Linked DNA regions of Mus musculus: all the other regions are linked to region 5. A link is a contact called in public HiChIP or PLAC-seq and promoter capture Hi-C data. All regions are on one chromosome and are shown on one strand. Each heading gives the region's core, a stretch centred on a gene start, on an enhancer-like site or on the middle of the called end of the contact. The rest is flanking DNA. Distances are from core to core; before and after follow the strand shown. Region 1 holds the start of Stac2 (SH3 and cysteine rich domain 2). Region 2 holds the start of Mrpl45 (mitochondrial ribosomal protein L45). Region 3 holds the start of Cacnb1 (calcium channel, voltage-dependent, beta 1 subunit). Region 4 holds the start of Plxdc1 (plexin domain containing 1). Region 5 holds the start of Epop (elongin BC and polycomb repressive complex 2 associated protein).

Region 1 (3,660 bases), core at 917-3,416, 420 kb before region 5:
TATTCCTGGACACAGGAGCCTGAGTAAGGCTCCAAGGGTAATCTTATCCTTGAGAGGATAGCCACTCTGCCCTTCAGGCCTCACATGGAGCTGGTCGCTTCCATCACCTGAGTCCTTGAGTGCCACCACCGACAGCAGAGGAGGCAGCACGCATGAGCCCAGACGTGTCTCCATCCACACATAGCATCCTTGATCAGGCCAAATCGGCTCAGGGCCAGAAGGGTGCTGAAAAACAGAAGGCCTGGGGAAATAAGTACGGGTTTATAGCCATGCATTAGAAGGTGCACCTTTAGGGGATGGAGAGATGGCTCAGTGGTTAAGAACACTGGTTGCTCTTCCAGAGGATCTGGGTTCAATTCCCAACACCCATGTGGCAGCTCACAACTGTCTGTAACTTCAGTTCCAGGGAATCTGACACTCTCACACCTACACATGTAGGCAAAACACTAATGCACATAAAATAAGAATAAAGATATTTTAGAAGAGGAAGAGGAATAAGAGGAAGCACCTTCAGACTGAGTGGGGAGAGAACACCAGGGCCTATGGGTGACCATATTTCAGGTGTTGCAGGATTTTAGAAGAGCCTAACTTAGAGAGGTTTGGAGACTTCCTGGATGATAATGGAAGTCCATTTCTGCTCAAGTCCAGACAGGAAAACTAAGGCTCATGGTTGCCTGATTTTCCATCCACAACGAAAAGCTGTCTGCCCTAGCCTTTTTTTCAGTTTGAGTTTTGTTTTATTTTTATTTTTTATTTTTTTGTTTTTGATTTTGGTTTTTTGTTTTTAGTTTTTAAGACAGGTTTCTCTGTGTAGCCCTGGCTGTCCTGGAACTCACTCTGTAGACCAGGCTGGCCTGGAACTCAGAAATCCACCTGCCTCTGCCTCCCAAGTGCTGGGATTAAAGGCGTGCACCACCACCGCCCGGCTATTTTTTCTTTTGAGATAGGATCTCACTATAATCTTAACTGGTCTGAACTTACTTTGTAGATGAGACTGGCCTGAAATTCACAGAGAGATATGGCTTCCTCTGGCTCTCGGTTGCTGGTATTATAGGCATGCACCACCATGCCTGGTTTGGCTTCACTTTTGACTCATTAAGGTGTCTTCAGTCTGTAACCTTAACATTAGGGAGACTGCAGCAGGAAGATGATGCGTTTGAAGCCAGCCTGGGCTACATAGTGCATTCCAGGCCAACCTGGGAGACATAGACAGACCCTGTCTCAAAAATAAAAAATGTAGACTGCTAGGATAGTTTTTTGTTGTTGTTGTTGTTTTGTTTGGTTTGGTTTTTTGAGACAGGATTTCTCTGTGTAGCCCTGGTTGTCCTGGAACTCACTCTGTAGACCAGGCTGGCCTTGAACTCAGAAATCCTCCTGCCTCTGCCTCCCAAGTGCTGGGATTAAAGGTGTGTGCCACCACGCCCCGGCACGCTAGGATAGTTTAAAATCATTCAAGTATAAGGGCCTGACTTTAATCTCCAGCCTCTATTTAAAAGGGCCAAATCCACAGCACTGGGAAAGTAGACAGGATTTCTGGGGCTCCACGGCCAGCCACTCTAGCCAAATTGGCTTACAATGAGAGACTCAGACTCAAATTTCTTGGTAGATGGCTCCTGAGGAATGGAACTGGAAGCTAACCTCTGCCAACCAAACTCACACGTGCGCTTCTCATACAGTCAGACATAAGAGCACGCGGATCATAAACACACACAAAACAGCCTGTTCTCTGCTTCAGGGAGCGTCTATAAGTCTAGTAGTGGTATGTATAATTTGATGAGATTCTAGAAAGGCATCAAGTTAATGGGGCGAGCGGGTCTTTTTCTCTGTCAAGGTGCGGCATCTTCCAATGTGCACTATCAGAACGCTGTAACTTTGATTTTCCTCTCGGCTATTCTGCGGCATCCTCGAATTATTTGCATTTCCAGACTCTAGTATCATTGTCCCAGCCCTCCTTCAATTTTGTCTCCCCACCTATCGGCCCCCATTTCGGGCTTTCCATTGTAAAACTACCCCTCCGCTTCTTTACCCTCCAAACCCCTCCCCATCTTGTCGAGCCCCCCAAGACTCCACCCAGCTGGCCCTCCTAGCCACCACCGCAGCCAATAGCTGAGAACCTTCATTTGCATAGCTGCGCGGGGGAGTGGCGGAGGGAAGGGGGAGGGACCAGGCGACCTCCTAAATCAAAGTTGGGAGGCTAGGACTGGGCGGAGGGGCCGCCGGGTGCAAGGCTGGGGCCGGCGCGGGGAGGGGGAGGGAGATGGGGGGCGGGCGCAGAGGACGGCGGAGCCGGCCGGACTCGGACAGCTCGGTCGTTCCCTGGCTTTGCACATCCGCGCATCCCTACTTCCCTCCTCCTCCCGCGGAGCGCAGCATCCTCTGCAGACCCTTGGTCCTCACACCCCGGGTCGTCCAGCTTCCGCGGCTCGGGGTAATTGCCTCCCTCTCCCCTGCCACACCGACAACTTTCTCCCCTGGTGCCTGGGGTTAGGGGGCTGCTTTGCCTGGGAGGGTTTCTCCTGGGGTCACTGAAGAGCTGCCCCTGGAGAAAGGCTTGAGAGTCCCAAAGAGACGCCCGCCACTCACAGCCTGACCCCAGCGGGCCTGCCGTCGGGTCTCCGCACCCTCTCTTCCTTTATACCCCAACCATGACCGAAATGAGCGAGAAGGAGAATGAACCGGATGACGCGGCCACCCATACCCCCCCAGGGACCGTCTCCACCCTCCAAGAAACCAAGGTAAGTCGTGGGGTGCGAGGCCTGGCCCCGCCCGGGCATCTCTGACTTGGAGCGCTGATCACAGTGGCTGGGTCCCTTTGGGGTTACGGAAGCTAAACCGGGCCCGCGTGATTCCTAAGGCTGCGCGCCGTGCCGGGGAAGGAGGAGAGGGTTCGCGACGAGGGGACCCAAGGAGCAGATCACACGAGCACGACCCGCCAGAACGCGCGAGGCGCCGACGCGCTCCGGCTCCCTCCTGGGCGGTTGTAACTCGGCTTTGTTGGAGGGAATCGGCGCAGCGGAGGCGCAGGGCGTGTGTGGCCGTGTGTAGCGGGTGTGGGCCGGTGTACGCGCGCGTGTGTGCGTGCGGGGCGCACCCTCCCGGGGCCGCCACATCGCTGTCTGCGGCTCCCCGGGGCCCCCTCTCTCCTGCCTCTGAATTCCTAGCCACAACCGTCTCCTCGGAGCGTGCAGACTCTCCGCTTCTCTTTGCTTCCCTACGTGCTCCTCTGTGTGTCTCCGGCGTCCCTCTCTGACCCACAGCAGCCTGGCACGCACCTCGCGGACCGGTTAGGCTGGGGGCCCGAAAGGCTGCGGCCCCGGGTGCGCAGCTTTCAAGCCGGCGCTGGGGGCTGCGGCAGCGCGGGCCGTCGGTGGCGGGCGGGGACCCGGAGTGTTGCGGTTCCAGAGCCAGAGGCAGCCCCACCCCCCGCTTGGAGAACCAGGAGAGGGGAGGAGAGAGGGCAGAATCAAAAGAAGAAGTCATCGTAATTAATGAATGTCATAATTAACCCTAATTATCTATGATTGTTACTCTTGCGGGAGTCACAATGAATAAATTATTCTCCTATGAAGGCAGGCGGAGCCCAGACTGCGGGCACTGAAAGAGGTGGGGGAGGCTGTCGCTTACATTCCACCTCCCACTCCTAATGAGTCTGCCCCCTCC
Region 2 (3,824 bases), core at 992-3,491, 310 kb after region 5:
TCACCTGTCTCTTCCTCCCAAGTGCTGGGATTAAAGGTGTGTGACGCCACGCCCAGCTCTTTATTTATTTATTTATTATTTTTTTATTGCTTATGTTCTTACACTTGCCTCCTGCCATCTGGTTATTGCTAGTGCTACCTGCCCTCGATATATCTGACTGGAGTCTGTCCTTCCTGTGATCCTGGTTGTGTCAGAACTCCTGAGTCCAGCTGTCTCTGTGATCCTGGGATTCTGGGATCCTGTAATCTTGGGCGTGTTAGAGAGCCTGGGAGTGGAGCTTCCTCTGGGTGTTGTGGGACTGGCTGCAGAGTTCAGGCCCCACTTATTTATAATAATAAATAAATCTTTGGGCCTGAGCAAGTGAGGTTGACTGGAGTGAGCAGAGGTCCTAAATTCAAGTCCTAACAACCACATAAAGGCTCACAACTATCTGTACAGGTACAGTTTACTCATATACATAAAATAAATAAATAAATAAATAAACAAATAAGGATGACCTCATGAGCAGGACTAGAGGTACAGCCCTAGGTCTCAGCTACTATTTATGTAGGAGGATCCACCTGTGGTAAAGGCAAAAGGAAAGGGAGAACAGGAGTGTGTAGCTCAGCGGTAGACTGCTTGTTTAGTTCTATATCTAACCCCAAGTTCTGTAAAAACAAAACAAAATTGACTTTTTGAAATATAGTTTATAAAAGTAAATCATTACTGAGGGTGAACTTGGTGGTTCATTCTTTTTTTTAATCTTTTTAAAAAAGACTTACTTATATGAGTACACACTATAGCTGTCTTCAGACACACACACCTGAAGAGGGCATCGGATCCCATTACAGATGGTTGTGAGCCACTAATGGTAGTGAGGTTTCTGGGAATTGAACTTAGTACTTCTGGAAGAGCAGTCAGTACTCTTACCCGCTAAGTCATATCTCCAGCCCCACTTAGTGGTTAATTTATTGCTATCAATCAGAGTCTAAAGCATACACCAGACCTCTGACAATAGAGAACTGAACCAGGATCCCAGAAATAGTTCCTTACCTGTACAGGCCAAATGTATAGGGCGCTCCAACCGTTCCTGTGGAATGACCAATCCCGCTTTCCTGGCATACTCCAAAAACTCCTTCTCTGTTTTGTACTTGGGTTCAGGAGTTGGGGGTCTAAAACGGCTTTTGGTTTTAACTTGAACTACAGTTGTGGACTGAGTCACCAGAATGGGCTGGGAGATGAAAAAAAAAAGTTAGCGTATAGGTGATTTGGAAAGGATAAATCTATCTTGAGCAAACTGTTTGCAAAGTCTTATAGAAAGACATCCCATTAAAGAATGCTTCAGGAGTTATGAAATGACTATTATGGAGAAACGATATTACTTTTTGAACACCTAGGGATGGCTTTTGCCACAAGCCAATTAATAACCTGTATTCACATCAATCAACAGTAAAAACTTTCCTTTAATACATTCTGCAGTACTACTGTATACAGAGATGATTAAAGCAGAGGTCCTAGTGCCAAAGAACTTTCAGTTTAATTGTAAACCTCACTTAACCCATTTCTGAAAAGAGTGGAATGCTATTACTAAAGCATTAAACAAGATCTCCCTGGCATTTCCCCCACACTTCTGTTTTGCTTTTTCAGAAGCAAATTGCTTCTAGCTCCTAACTGACCAATAAACTTTTACGAAGTCAGGTGACCTTTTCCCTCTAGGATAAGACAAAACTCCTATCCTTTTCAAAAAAAAATTTTTTAAGAATGTAAAAGAGCTGGTTCATCTTCCAAGCCATTACTTTCCTTTTTAACATCTTCTCTCCAAAGACTAGAATTAACGTAAAGAAGCTTAATGCTCAGCCTCGTCTAGGCTGTCTAGAGAGACTTGTCTAGAGGGGATCGCATACACCTCAAATTCTTCTCCAGATGAAGTCTGACTCGTATGGTCCAAACTCAGCAACGCCCACAGCATGATTATTCCCCTCTACTCTATCCTCCTCTTTGTGTCCCTAAAAATTTCATTCGCTTCATTTCTACCCACCTGCCGAGACCACCATCCCAAAGTCCTGTATAAGGAGGACAAGCCCCGAGGTACGGGGGCCGCCATTTTGCTCGCGCAAAGGCCGCCGGGATGCTAGCCTAGCCGCAGATCACCGAGCCGGAGAAAAGGCGCAGAGGGCGGAGCGAGCTGGGGAGTGGAATTTTCCAGGGCGCGCGCCCCAGGCCGAAAGGTGAGTCGCGCGCACGCGCACGCTCTCCAGGGGAGGGGCGCGCGGGCACGCGCAGTGGGTTCGCGCGTGCGCAATGAAACCACTTTGGAAGTAGGGTAAACCGCACGGCTGTCACGCGCCAGTCGGAGACGGGGAGAGCCAGCTGCGCCTGCGCAGGAGGCTTCTGTGGGACTCTGGTTGCTGCATTCCTGGTTCCTTAACACATTGTTACACCTTATTTACAATCGGTGAAAAAAACGAAAAAGTGCTTCCCTCTGAAATCAGAAGCCTTTAAGATAAGTGTTTTCTTTCATTACAAGGAATTCACTGGAGGTATTTAGGGCGAAAATGATAGTTTCTGGGTGTGTTTCTGACCTCAAAATGCAGTATAACCTTAAACCTTTAACCAACCTAGTTTTCTATGTGAAAATTCTTTCATACCTTTCCGTTAGGGAAGCTGACCGCTGTGATTACTGAAAAGCAAAAGGCACGTGGGTTAACAAGAATCTGTCATTTCCCAAAACATATCATTTCCAAAAATACCACTTACCAAATTTGGTAATAACTGGTATTTCAAAATTGTTTACTAGGCGCCTGGCAATTTAAGCATTTTACATATATCAACTTAATCCTCACCACAAGCAATAAATATTCCTGCTTTTACATATATGGTTGGGCCAGAGATACTAAATATGTAATTCAAATTTAAACAAATAATTGGCAGAACTGAGAGTCAGGTACATAGAGTTTAACAACTCCAAAATCGCTTCACATTCAGTGGTTAAAGGAATCCCAGTGTGATAACCAGGTCATCCTGGAGCCACACAGACTATGTAACACATCCTAACCCATGTCTGCCTGGCCTCTGCTCAGTTTCTCGGCTACTGCAAGCTAATTCCCTATCAGTACCTAATATGATTTGGTTCACTCTGAGATGGATTCTTAGGTGGTCACTGTTACTTTTGATTAGCTGTTTTGGAAAATTTGAGGCATGGTGGCGCACCCCTTTAGTCCCAGCACTCGGGAGGCAGAGACAGGCAGATTTCTGAGTTCGAGGCCAGCCTGGTCTACAAAGAGAGTTCCAGGACAGCCAGGGCTACACAGAGAAAACCCTCCCTCAGAAAAATACAAACAAACAAAAACTAAAAAAGAAAATAGAAACTATAGAGATGGCTCAGGTGTTAAGAGTCCTTGCTGGGCTGGTGAGATGGCTCAGTGGGTAAGAGCACCCGACTGCTCTTCTGAAGGTCAGGAGTTCAAATCCCAGCAACCACATGGTGGCTCACAACCATCCGTAACAAGATCTGACTCCCTTTTCTGGAGTGTCTGAGGACAGCTACAGTGTACTTACATTAAATAAATAAATCTTAAAAAAAAAAAAAAAAAAGAGTCCTTGCTGCTCTGGCAGAGGACCCAAGTTCGGGTCCCAGCATCCACATGGTGACGCATATGCCCCTGTAAATCCAATTCTAGGGGATCTGATGCCCTCTTCTGGACTTTGAGGGCATTACACACATGGTACACATAAAGATAGGCAGCTAAGCATCCACACACATTTAAAAATCTCTTAAACAACAGTGAAAAGGAAATCCTATAAGGCAGACTTTTCTTTCCCATTTTTCCTAGTGAGACTTTTGT
Region 3 (3,923 bases), core at 49-2,548, 390 kb before region 5:
AAACGGTTGTGAGCCAACATGTGGTTGCTGGGAATTGAACTCAGGACCTCTGGAAGAGCAAATAGCTAGTGCTCTTAACCACTGAGCCATTTCTCCAGCCTCCTTGTTCATTCATGTTTTGTGACAGGGTCTCTCTATGTAGCTAAGGCTGGCCTCAAACTCATGATGTGATCTAGGCTGGCCTCAAGCCCCCAACATGGCTGTACACCATCAGACCCAGCTTCTGGGCCTCTTACTGTTCTCTCATCTTGCCAAGAATTTCAGTGGGCAAAGATACCATAGTATTAGCAACACTGTAGGAAACAAAGAATGCTTGTTTGTTTATTTGAGACGGGGCTTCTCTATGTAGCCCAGGTTGTCCTGAGGGTCACTATGTAAATGAGGCTGACCTGCCTCTGTCTCCATAGTGTTGGGATTAAATGTGTGCTCCACCACTGCTTGGTGGAGGTCGACCCTTTTAGGATCCAATAACCAGCTGAGCCGGAGCCACAGTTCTGGGACATTTGTTCCTCAGTCAAGGATAAAGGAGAGAGACAACCCTAGGTCAACAGTCATGGTGTATAATTTTGAATAGCTCCTCCCCCCGTTTATACTTCCTCCTCTTCCCCTTCTCTTAGAAGCAACAGGGACTTGCCAAGCCTGACTCCTGGCCTTTTGGAAGAGCCTATGAGACCTCAGTAACTGATGAGGTCGAAGCATTCCTGGGTCCCTGGATAGCAATCCTAATGTCCCTGGTGGCCTTCTTTGGACACTCACCCCATCATCCAGGCCCGGCTGGGGCCAGTAGACCTAGAGCCCGGTTGGAGAGGGAGGTCTACTCAGCTAGTTTCATGGCGGCCTGGGCCTGACACTGGGGAGAAAGGAGTTAAAGGCAGGTCCCAGGATCACAGGGACCGGGAAGTTCCGGTGGCCCAAGCTAGAGTCGCTCAGGGAGACCAGCTGAGAGAGTAGTTTGGGACAGAAAGGGAGGCGGTACCAGTCATACCGAGCGGCGTTTCACCACCTCCCCACCCCCCCATCAACGCTTGGCACACACTGGTAAACGCCCCCCACCTCCATCCCAGCCTCAAGGCCGGTTTCCCCTTAGTCCCCTGCAGGCCGCCCTCATCCCAGTCTAATCGGAGGACAGCGATCGAGCCCCTCCACGTTCTGGAGGCCAGCGGGGCTACGCCACTCGGCCATTGTCTGCGCGCAGCCGGTTGAGGGGCTCGAGGGGCGGGGCCGCGGCGCGGGGCGGGAGCGAGGGAGGGGCGGGGGGAGATGCTGAACCTTCAGGGGCGGAGGCGGCGGCGGCGGCGACGGCGGCAGCGGCCGCAGAGAGCACAGCGCGAGCCGGGAGGGCAAGCAAGGCGGCGAGCGTGCAGCCGGAGGTCCAGCTGGGAGACTGCACCCGGTGCTGGCTGCGCGACGCCGCGCTGCTCTGGGCTCGGACGGCCTCTCCCATGCGCTGAGAGCGCCCGGCTGGGCTGGGAGGGCGGCCGGACCGGAGGATCCTCTCCATGGTCCAGAAGAGCGGCATGTCCCGGGGCCCTTACCCACCTTCCCAAGAGATCCCTATGGAGGTCTTCGACCCCAGCCCACAGGTAAGGCGAGGTGGCAAGCTCGAGGGAAAGGGCCGCTCCTACGGATCTTGGGGTCGGCTTGGAAAGCCCCGGGAAGGAAAGGGTTATATGCCCCGCGTGGATGGGAGAGGGGTGTCTGCGCGACCCTCCATTCTCGAGGGTTAATGATCGATGGACTATTGGTCCGAGTCGGGTTGCGGTGCTGCGGAGCGGAGAGGAGGCGGTTGGAATGCCTGTCAACCTCGCCTCCAGGTCTCCCCCGCGTCCAGGTTCCTGCTGCTGGGGTACTGGCTCCAGCAGGCTGACAGCGGGGATGCTGATGGGGGTTGGGGGGAATCCAGGCCTTGAGAAGCGGAGTTGGAGGGAGGCTGGAGAGCGAATCGGGCGAGGGGGGCGACGCAGAGCACGTTTAGGGGCGCTAGTGGGTGTGGGTGGGGCGGGGGTAATACTGGGAAAAGGCCTAGACGATGGTCAGAGGGCGTTGCCAACAGGCCTTCGAAGGCTCAGACATTGGCTTTCGAAGGTGGAGAAGAGATCAGCTCAGGGAGGCCCTCCCCTAGTCACCTGGTCTCCATCCCTGTCTTGGATGTTTCCCTACTCCCAACACCCACATTAGCTTACCCCACCCCCTGCCCCAAGGGGTGGGAGCCGCCAAAGTTTGGAAAGTTGGATGGGTGCCAACTCACTGTCTTGGAGTGGAGGTCGCTGTTTTACCTGGGGGAGGGGCGCTGCCCTCTAGCACGTTCACTTTTCCTATGTGCCTGGGTTATTCCTAGGTAGGGGCGTTCTTGGGCATACAAGGTCCCCCTAGAATGACCAGCAGGGCATGTGGTGGCCATGCCAGGGGATTTCTCTAGGACTTGTCCTTCTCCAAGGATAGCATTAACACTTGCATTGCTGTGGCCAGCCTGGAGCAACTGTAAGCAACATGATGTGGTTGATGGGTGTGTATGGGGGGGGGGGTCAGGTCAGACCTAAAAATACTTCGTCTCTCCACCCCAGGCCCCTTGGAGTCTGGGAGGCAGCTGACTGATGCCTTCCTTTCAGCTGTCCCCTGTCCCTCTGAAGGCCACTCCCTTTGCCCAGCTGGGGTGAGGTAGTGCTGTGAAAGAGTCTTGAGGTTCACTGTAGAATGCTCTTAGGTCTGTAGAGAGCCTCAAAACTAGTTTAGCTGTATGCTCAGTTTTAGAGAAGGAAAGAGGATCATAGAATATTCAGTCCTATTATTCGTGTGTGTGTGTGTGTGTGTGTGTGTGTGTGTGTGTGTGTGTGTGTGATAGAATCTTATATAGTCAATGCTGGCCTTGAACTTATGATCCTCCTGCCTCTACCTCCAAAGAGTAGAGAATCACAGGTGTGAGTCACTATGCCTGGCTCACCAGCTTCCTTGTCACCAGGTCTCAGGAGCCAGAGCCTGCAGTGTCGCTGAGGTGCCTCTAGGCTCTTTGGTCAAAGAAAGTCTGGGATAGAGGTTAGGGGCAGGAGCTTTTGGGCATTCTGCCCATCCTGTACTGGGCAAGGGCCAAGAATATGAAATATGAGTGTGTGTGTGTGTGTGTGTGTGTGTGTGTGTGTGTGTGTGTGTGTATGAGGGGGGCACAGAAGCAGCTCCCATATAGGAAGCAAAGAGACACTCAATGCCATAACTTTGGCATATGAGAGGTCAGACAGGATCCCCCACCCCAGTTAGAGCCCACTAAGAGAGATTAACCATCTTACCTGGTACTGGCAGGAGTATATGTTCTAGTCTCAGCTTGGGGTGGGGCCACAGGGCCTTTAGATGGATGGAGCAGGGTTAGTATGATGGGGATGGGGCATGGGCAGTAGCAGCTGGCGTGGGAGTAGAGTGAATCCTGCCTTGGGGGGGAATATAAACACTGATTGCCAGGACGGAGGCTGAGAGAAAGTTCTGCTAGGGTGGAGGCAGAGTGGGAAGCTGAGCCTACTCTGAGGCACCTAGGCACCGGCCACAGGTTGGATGTTTAGTTTCTCCGGATGTGGCTGTTCTCTACCTCCTCCCTCTTTTCCTTCCTCAGAAATGTCTTCAAGCGCTGAATGTCTTTCCCTCCCTACTCAGGGGCTCAGGGGAGGAACCAAGCCAGGCCCTGGGTTGCCTCCTCTCTCTGGGGGCACAACACACACTCTGCCCCCTCAGCTCCAGATACAGGGGAGAGGACATCCCCCTCTCTTCCTCCACCCCCCCCCCCAGCACTGCAGGCAGCCTCTCCCTTCCCTGGAGGCTGCTGCAGCCTGCCCAGCATCTTAATTAGCTTTGCTGCCTAATGAGCCTCCCGTTCCTCGGGCCTTCTGCTTCTCAGCCTTCTGCTTGATTTGGGGGATTCCTGTGTGTGCATCCCAGGC
Region 4 (3,892 bases), core at 1,215-3,714, 360 kb before region 5:
CGTGTGTCCCTTTTGCTAGCTCATCTAGCTTGAGTCTTTAGAGTGGAGGAGATACGGGAACTCCTCCAAACCACTCTATTTTGCTGGCTTATGCTGTCCTACTGGGGTTGCAGTTAAGTGTTTGTCCCTGGCCGAAATGTGACGCGAGCCTAGTGTCTATGACTCCCCTAGGCAGCAGCGCGAGACCCGCGGGGCGCGCCGTGCCGGTTGGTGTATTCAGGTGCGGGCGATTTCCACTCCTGTCTCTTAGGAAGATCTGAGTGTCTAGGGTTGGGGTTAGGTTGGAAGCAGAAGGTAGGGACAAGTAAGCGTGAGTGTGTAGAAGGGAGAGAGAAGCCGCGGCGGAATTGAAGAGTGGGATCCGCCCAGAGGAGCGCTGGCGTCGCCTCTATCTTCTGGAGGACGTATTTTTCTGCCTTTGGAAGGAATCTCAGATCATCAGGAAACAGCTTTTGTTTTGAAGCTAGTAATCTGGTAGGTCAGGTCCTCGTGTTTCTTGATAACTTCGAATCAGTCTTCCCTTTTAAAGACGCTTTAGTGCGCCTGCGCTAGACTAGCACCAAGTAGTAACTGACGCAAAGCTACCGGCAGAGGGGGTATAGCTCAGTGGTAGAGCATTTGACTGCAGATCAAGAGGTCCCCGGTTCAAATCCGGGTGCCCCCTAGCAGGCTCACTCTTTTCTTTGGAAGACCTTATTACGTCCCGCATATTTTTATGGCAATATTTCCATCGCCAACTCCCAAACAGTCAGGGAGCGGGGACGGTGGTAAGGAACTGGGAATTTTCAGGGCAGTGGCTCTCCGAATGTGACTAGCACCACGGGACTTGGGCTCGTGCTAGACATGAAGATTCTTGGCCTCCTCTCTGACCCAGTGAACTATCCCTGGGTGGGGCTAGAAATATGCGTTCTGAGAAGTACTTCCCGTGCATGCTCAAGTTCTAGAGGCTTACGGTTAGAAACTTGTCCACGCCATTTGCTTCTAATATTTCCAAGTTGTTGCTTTTGCCTGAGCCCCAATACAAGACTTTATGGAGAACGGGCACCGAGACTGACCGCGCACGACGACACCAGAATTGAGGCTGGAGGTCCATCTTGGAACACTATAGAGGCCCTTCGCGGCGCCTGCGCGGGCAGTCTCTTAACTCTTCAAGAGATCAGCTAAACGGCAGCCCCGTGGCTCATCACGGGTCCACTGGGTGGCGGTAGGAGGCCACATCTGGAAGGGACGGTTTCTTCGATACCCCAGAGGCTGTCCTGGGAGAATTCAGGCAAGGAATTAGAAAGTCAATGGCTGGCTAGGTTTGGTGGGCTCACCTCTGTAATCCCTTCAATAAACTGAAGAGTGATCGTGAGTTCGAAACCAACCTGGTCGACGGCGTTAGTCCTTACCTGGAAAACTAACAAAAGTCCCTTTGGTTGCGGGGCTTGCCTTGGCTCATAGTATTACATAATATTATATTGAGGTCTTGGGGAGACCACCTCTAGGTTTTTGGACCCAGAGGAGAGTGACACTGGGATTCATTTCCTTTCTTGGTCCTTCTTTTGACCTCAGTGCCAGGCCACTCACCTACTTAAGCCCACACTCTACTTCTGTCCCCAGCTGCAGCCTTCTTCTGGGGATAAGTCCCAGGAAGCAGTCTCTGCACCCTTTCTTTCCGCACTCTCCAGGTCCCCTACACAGAGGAAGCCAGGGGCCCCTCAGTCCTCTCCACTCTCTAGGCCCCAGTTCTTCTCCTTCCCATGAAGTAGGTCACAGGCACCTTCGTGCCTTGACCTGATTCCATGCCGTCTATTAAATCTCCTAAATTGCGGGTATTTTTATTCCATACTTGAAGGGGGTGGGGTGGGGGGGAAGTGCCCTATTCCCAGAGTCCGGTAAAGTGTGGTGGCAGTGGGCGCCACTTCTGGCTCTGGGTCTATCTTGGACTGATCTGGCCTTTCTGTGGAAGGGGCACCGAGCTGTTTCAAAGTGGGAATGTGCCAGTCTCGAGCACCTACATGTCTGCTGGACGGGAGGGGGGTGTGGGTGTGGGATGGAATGGGGTGGGGTCGGTGCTGGAGATGGGCTGTGAAGCAGTCAACTGGGGAGACGCAATTCGTGCCTCTTCTGGGGTAGAAGCTGGGGGGCGGGGGGGGGGGGCGCGGTTCGACTGCGGGAGATTCCTGGTGCGTGTCTGTGTGTGCACTTATGTAGAACACCAGGAAGCCACAGAAGTACAAGGACTAGCTCAGAAAGTCGCATGCTCTTGGGATGGGTGGTGGGAGCCAACGGCCCAAGTAGGGGCGCTTCCTGGGGCCCTTCACCTCGGCCTTTTACTTAGGTTTCTGGGGCAGCGGGGTTCTCTCGGTAACCAGAGATGTCCCGGCGCGGTCCCGGGTCCCGTGGGGTGCGGCGCGGAGCTCCGGGAGGCGGGGACCCCAGCGTTGCGCCCCGCCCTCTGGGTTCTCCCGCCCGCGCTCCCCAAGGCCGCAGCGCCGTGCTTCGCTCGCCCTGCCCGCTCCGCTCCCGCTCCCCGCTCGCCCAGCCCGGGGCTGCTCCCTCTGCAGCCGCCGCCGCCGCCGCGCAGACCCGGAGGTCGTCCGCGCCCACCATGCGAGCTCAGCTCTGGTTGCTGCAGTTGCTGCTACTCCGCGGGGCCGCGCGCGCGCTCAGTCCCGCAACACCCGCAGGTAGGACGCGCGGCCAGGGCAGGTGCAGACCCGCCAGCGGGACCTGGGTCCTGTCCTCAGGACGCCAGGGATAGGGGACAAGGACCCTACTTTCTCTGTGTGCGCACAGAGGGTGCGCACCTCCTACTGCTGTCGGAAGGACGTGGAGGGACCCAGGCCGGGGTCTCCAGAATAGTCACAGGGACCGGCGATCATTTCAGAGAGGCGTTTGCTTTTCTTTTCCATGCTCTTCCCTGCTGCCTCTCTCAGCTGCTCTAGGTGGGGTCCCAGTTGGGCTTGTGACTGCGTGGGAGTCGCCGGAGGATGGGAGACATCCTGGCACCAGCCTGGCCGTCTAACTTGCTTCCCCTACCTATTGCGTACTGGTGGAGAGGCAGGGACCCCAGGAAAAAGCAGCCAGCTGCTCCCCGATCTCCCAGGGTCAAGGGTTCCCTTCTCCCCCCTGCTAGGTTCTGCTCGGTTCTCAGTTGCACAGGCTGAGCATGGAGGTAAGGGGGTGAGGGTGGAGGAGGAGCTTCCATTCTGCACACTCCTCTTTCCTCTAGACCAGTTTCTCAAGCCATTTCTTCCTCTTGAGGTCCTTTCAGGGATCTACTTTGAATCCCTCACGTTATCAAGAAAGGCCGTTTTTAAAAATATATATGGTTTAGTTTCTGCACCCAGGCTTTCTCGGGGAGGTGGGGGCTGGGAATAAGGGTGATTTCACAAGCTCCTTAAAAGGGAAGTGAGTGTCCCACTTGCTGTTGTGTCAGCATAGTGCCTAACTGTGTTCTTGACTTTGATGGTCACGGTAGGTAGGTAGTCCAAATGAATCTGGGTTGGGATGAGATGGTATGAGTGGAGGATGCTGGTGGTGACTGCGGGGGTAGAGGACAGAGAAGTCACATGTCCAGAGACTAGTGTGGACCCATCGGTGTCCATGGTGGCTCCCACAGAAGGTAGCTGAGCACTTAGCTTTTAGTTCTGTTGTCTCACTTGCTGTGTGACCTTGGGCGAGTTACTTACCCAAGTTACTTTCTCTGGGCTCAGTTTTTGATGTATAAAAAGAGGTTCTTGACTAAATCTTTGGCTCTTGAAGGTGGAGTTATGAAAGATTATTTTTCCCCCTTAAGATATTCTTTACTTCTCGGACAGGTACAGGCAACTGATAATTTATCTTAAAATGGTAACTAGAAAGGGACTGAGTGGGTTAAGTCCCGAGTCCTTTTCAGCCTTAGGCT
Region 5 (4,142 bases), core at 1,121-3,620:
ACGTGAGGGGATTGGTGCTGGGAAACTTCGCGTTCAGCCCTGCTGTTGATATTGTGAGAAAAGCACAGTTGTCCCATTTTCTGAAAGGGACGTTGAGACACAGCGTATCTGGGCAATCATAGCCGCCCCCACCAAGTCTTCTGAAAAAGATGGTACCTTGACGTCGGGTCATTTCAACTGTGGCATATACCCATTCCCCACAGTGTTTTTAACTGCTTCCATGTATTCCGGGAAGGGAAGGTGGAGGGAATTTCTCCTCCAGGGGAGAACTCTTTAACCGTGTTGACCCCTTCATTAAAACCCTTATCTCAGGGTTGGGGAGCTGGCAGCTTTGGAGTGGGAGAAGGGAGAAGCCTGGGAGCTGCATTGTTATATAATTTTCCCTGATTTATTCACACAGAGATCCACACCGTGCTGGGTGCAGGGCTGCAAATTCGAGAGACACCAGAAAACGGGGAAGAGAAAGGAGCCTCCCAGGCCAAGCTCCTGCAGTGGGCCAAGGCTGATCTCAGACATCTGTCACAGAACCTAGAGAAGAGCATGGAGTTAGATGTCTCTCTCTCTAAGCCAAAAACATCCTGCTAAGGCTTCCAACCCCCTCCCTAGTGCAGATCACCCACCTTCTATAATGTCTTCCAGATAGAGAGAGAGAGATTAAAGTAGGGTGAGGGCTCTATGGGCAAAGGAGCCTGGAGGTTAGATCCAGTTCAAACATGTGACCTGGCAGGACCCCAGAGGGACCCACCCACTTCATGACAGCTGTTCCTTAGAGGAAACCTGGGGTAGGGGAAGTGGGAGATCAGAATATTGAACCCTCTTCATCAGTAAGTCCCACTTTGAAGCTTTACCTTGGGTCTCTGCCAAGGAAAGGGTGTGTGTGTGGGGGGGGGGGGGGCCCATCCTCCCATCCCTTTCTTCTCAGGTCTTGTTTGATGTTATTTAGAAAAACAGTGTGTCTATTGTCACCGCTGGGAGGATGAGGATGCAAGCTGCATCATTTGTCCTGGTACAGAAAAAGCGATTGTACATGTTAAGTGTAGCACTCGGGAGGGTGAAGCCAGACGCTGGAGTTCCAGGCCACATGGTGGGTGAGACCCTATCAGCGAGGGAGGGAGAGCTTTCTTTTGCCCTGGCTCAGAAGAAAAATCTGTATCCCTCAGTCTCATCCTACCCCTAGTCCAAGCCAACATATAAATCTCGTGTACTTCTGCAGATGAAAAGCAGCTGTTTCTAACCTGATTTTAGGATGACGATGAATAGCCCAAAGACTCACAAATGTTTATTGTGCCGTTTGGGCAGTAGGGATATAGCAGTGATCAAGACTGGATGCTCTACTGGCCGCTGGGCTCGACTGTGCAGCCAGGGCACCAGCTCTTTCTAGACTCCGAGGAGAGGTCAGCACTAAGGAACAAGCCAGTTTCACAAATGAGCAGGCTGTGTAGGAACTAGAGGGGAAGAGATGTGAGAGATGTGTACATTATCAGAGCATGTTCTGGAAATTATTCACTTTTTGTTTGTGGATGGAGAGTAAGGTTTTTGGTCTTTTCCACCCATTCAGGTCGCTCAGGATCCAGATGGTCGAGTCCTGGGATCTGGAGGCTCCCAACGGTGCCAGCGCGTTGGAATTCCGTTAAGATGTGGGGCACTTCCATACTTCACCAAGAAAAGGAAACAAGTACGGAGAGAAAGTCAGCTTATTGTCTTCCGTGGGTGTGTCGAAGCTCCCCTTTCTCCAAATTTATTTTTTTCTTTTATGAATCTTGCACATATATAGCGAATTCCTAATCATTCACTCTACAAGCGTTTTTGTTTGCTTTTGAGTTCCCGAGTGCCAGGCCCCTGTTCTACCGGCCCTGAGCAAAGACCACAGGACACTCTTAGCAAGCGACTCCTTGCTACACCAAGCTCTTAAGCCACCGACGCTCGGCTTCATCTTTTTCCTCTACGTTGGTTTTGAGTTTGTCTCTCTGAATTCACGGAGCACCATTTTCTTCCAAAGGGCTGAAACAAACTTTCCCATTTTACAGATGCGGAAAAACCGCGACTTCTACTGGGTAAACAAGTGACTGGACCTGCGACCAGCTAAAACGATCCCAGGCCATCAACAGGCCACCAGGAGCCGTGCGTCTGGCCCCTCGCACTTCCACCCGCGCGCGCCTAGATCCACGCGTCCCTGCTCTCCGCCCTCCAGCCCAGCAGCTCCGGGTCCACGTGTGTGTGTCTGTGTGCGGAATGGGGACGGGGGCCGTGCCGCCAGAGGGGTGGGGTCTACGTGACGTCAGAGCAGCAGCGCCCAATCAGAGGCGGGCTCGCAGCCGCGGCGCTGGTATTGGGGCAGCGAGGGGGCAGTTCTCTATAACGCGGTCTCCGGAGCCAGCGGGGAAGAAAGAAGCTGAGAGGGCGGAAGGCGCCCTCCCCGCCGCTGGGCCCGGGCACCGGGCGCCGGGCCGGGGTCCTTCCCGCCGGCGGCGAGCGCCGGCTGCTTTGTTTGCCCCCGCCTCGGCGTTGAGGGGTGATCGTGCCGGGCATTGCGCCGGGAACGCGGCGGCAGGAAGCGCGACCGATCGCACCGGGGACGCGCGGGGACCCAGGAGTCCGGCCGCGGCGAGGGCCGCGTGACGATACCGAGGAGAGAGCCGGAGCGCCGCCGCGGGCTCTTGGTGGTGGGCCCCGGACGCCCGTGAGCACAGACCTCCCCGTCGACGGGGGGCGATGTTCCCCTGGCCCGCAGGCTCTTCGGGCCGCCGGGGTATCCCGCCGTTGGGACCAGGGCCCCCGCAGTGGGCGACCCCCAAGGCTGCTCCATGGAGACTCTGTGTCCTCCTCCCCGCCTGGCAGTGCCCGCTTCCCCGCGGGGGTCTCCCTGCTCGCCTACGCCCCTGAAGCCGCGTCGGGGGACCCCAGAGTTCTCCCCACTGTGCCTGCGTGCCCTCGCCTTCTGCGCCCTTGCCAAACCCCGGCCGTCCTCCCTGGGCCTGGGGCCTGGAGAGCTGGCGCCGCGGACCCCGGTGCTGCTGGGCCCCCCGGCCTCGCCATGCACAGGAGGCTGGGCCGCGGACGGCCTGAAGCACCTCGGGGGACAGGCCGGGCGGCCGAGCGACGTGAGCTCCCCGGCCCGCGAGGATGCAGACGTCGCGGTGTGCCCAGGCGGTGGAGAGGAGGAAGAGGGCGGAGGCGGCTTCCCGCACTTCGGCGCTGGTTCCTGCGCACCTCCGGGCCGCTGCCCTGCTCCCCTGCGTCCTCAGGACTCTCCGACCAACCCCGCCTGGTCCCCGCCCAGGCCAGCCCGGGGTCTTGATGCAGCTAGCAGTCCGCCCCTTGAGCCCGGCTCCCCGCCTCCGTCGCCACCTGCGGGCCTCTCCCCGGAGCCTGCGCCTTCCGAGCAGCCTGTGCCGGCCTCCGAGGCTCCAGGGGGTGGAGACCCTGCGCCGACCGCGCCTGAGGCACCCGCGCTCAGCCCCTCGACGGCAGACGCAGCACCGGACCCGCCCCGCGATCTCCGCCAGGAACATTTCAACCGCCTGATCCGCCGCTCGAAACTTTGGTGTTACGCGAAGGGGTTCGCCCTGGACACTCCAAGTTTGCGCCGAGGGCCCGAACGGCCCGCGGCCAAAGCCCGTGGAGCAGCCAAGAAACGACGGCGGCCAGCGCCGCCCCCGCCCAGTGTGCAGCCACGGCGGCCCGTCCCGACGCTTCCTACATCGAGCACCTTCAGCCTCCTTGACTGCTTCCCCTGTCCCCCAGCTCTGGTGGTGGAAGAGAACGGAGACCTAGGGCCGGCTTCCTCGCTTCGCCTCCAGGGAGACGCCAAGCCGCCGCCTGCCCACCCGCTGTGGAAGTGGCAGATGGGAGGACCCGCTGTCCCTGAGCCCCCGGGTCTCAAATCCTGGTGGGTCAACTTGGAAGAACTATGAGCGTCGGACCTCTTCTACCCGGGGGCAAGTTGGGTTCCCCGGACAGACTGAGGGCTCCAGGAGGGAGCATCGATTCTGAAATTTGGCTGATCTTTGCTTTGCATTTTATGGGCTGTGGCCCGCGGGACCTCAAATGACAGTGATCTTCAAGCACCCGAGAGGTCCGGCTGATGCTCTTTCTACTCATCTTTGTGGAAGATCCAAGGACTGGCGTCCGGGAAAGCCTGC

The links. Promoter capture Hi-C pulls out the DNA fragments that hold promoters and counts their contacts. HiChIP or PLAC-seq counts read pairs in DNA pulled down with a chosen protein or histone mark.
Region 1: a FOXA1 HiChIP or PLAC-seq map of pancreatic cancer cells shows a contact between it and region 5. The contact joins the promoter of Stac2 here to the promoter of Epop in region 5. A contact is called at or near these places in 1 of 39 promoter capture datasets (liver), 2 of 115 datasets of contacts at active chromatin or transcription factors (embryonic stem cells and pancreatic cancer cells) and 1 of 9 other capture datasets (liver).
Region 2: a promoter capture Hi-C map of pre-B cells shows a contact between it and region 5, with 2.7 times the contacts expected there. The contact joins the promoter of Mrpl45 here to the promoter of Epop in region 5. A contact is called at or near these places in 3 of 39 promoter capture datasets (hippocampal neurons, liver and pre-B cells), 2 of 15 datasets of contacts at CTCF or cohesin (the NIH/3T3 cell line and large pre-B cells), 3 of 484 Hi-C or Micro-C datasets (all in embryonic stem cells), 11 of 115 datasets of contacts at active chromatin or transcription factors (astrocytes, embryonic forebrain, embryonic stem cells and 4 more) and 1 of 9 other capture datasets (embryonic stem cells).
Region 3: an H3K4me3 HiChIP or PLAC-seq map of embryonic stem cells shows a contact between it and region 5, with 7 times the contacts expected there. The contact joins the promoter of Cacnb1 here to the promoter of Epop in region 5. A contact is called at or near these places in 7 of 115 datasets of contacts at active chromatin or transcription factors (embryonic limb bud, embryonic stem cells, memory CD8 T cells and 2 more) and 2 of 9 other capture datasets (adipose tissue and embryonic stem cells).
Region 4: an H3K4me3 HiChIP or PLAC-seq map of embryonic stem cells shows a contact between it and region 5, with 10 times the contacts expected there. The contact joins the promoter of Plxdc1 here to the promoter of Epop in region 5. A contact is called at or near these places in 1 of 39 promoter capture datasets (embryonic stem cells), 10 of 484 Hi-C or Micro-C datasets (the G1E-ER4 cell line, differentiating embryonic stem cells, embryonic stem cells and 3 more), 8 of 115 datasets of contacts at active chromatin or transcription factors (embryonic stem cells, neural tube, pancreatic cancer cells and 1 more) and 2 of 9 other capture datasets (embryonic stem cells and pancreatic islet).

Annotation. Positions count from the first base shown.
Region 1 is chr11:98,051,968-98,055,627 of GRCm38.p6, reverse strand. It overlaps Stac2 (SH3 and cysteine rich domain 2), which reads left to right and starts at 2,166. Exons shown (of 11, transcript NM_146028.4): 1 at 2,166-2,735. The coding sequence starts at 2,646.
Region 2 is chr11:97,314,133-97,317,956 of GRCm38.p6, reverse strand. It overlaps Mrpl45 (mitochondrial ribosomal protein L45), which reads right to left and starts at 2,241. Exons shown (of 8, transcript NM_025927.4): 1 at 2,018-2,241; 2 at 1,033-1,210. The coding sequence starts at 2,083.
Region 3 is chr11:98,020,002-98,023,924 of GRCm38.p6, reverse strand. It overlaps Cacnb1 (calcium channel, voltage-dependent, beta 1 subunit), which reads left to right and starts at 1,298. Exons shown (of 14, transcript NM_001282977.1): 1 at 1,298-1,583. The coding sequence starts at 1,500. It also overlaps a transcript of Rpl19 not described here.
Region 4 is chr11:97,985,018-97,988,909 of GRCm38.p6, reverse strand. Plxdc1 (plexin domain containing 1) reads left to right here and starts at 2,464. Exons shown (of 14, transcript NM_028199.3): 1 at 2,464-2,672. The coding sequence starts at 2,594. It overlaps n-TCgca55 (a tRNA gene), which reads left to right and starts at 593; the gene lies at 593-664.
Region 5 is chr11:97,627,944-97,632,085 of GRCm38.p6, reverse strand. It overlaps Epop (elongin BC and polycomb repressive complex 2 associated protein), which reads left to right and starts at 2,370. Exons shown (of 1, transcript NM_175332.3): 1 at 2,370-4,142. The coding sequence starts at 2,805. The coding sequence ends at 3,914.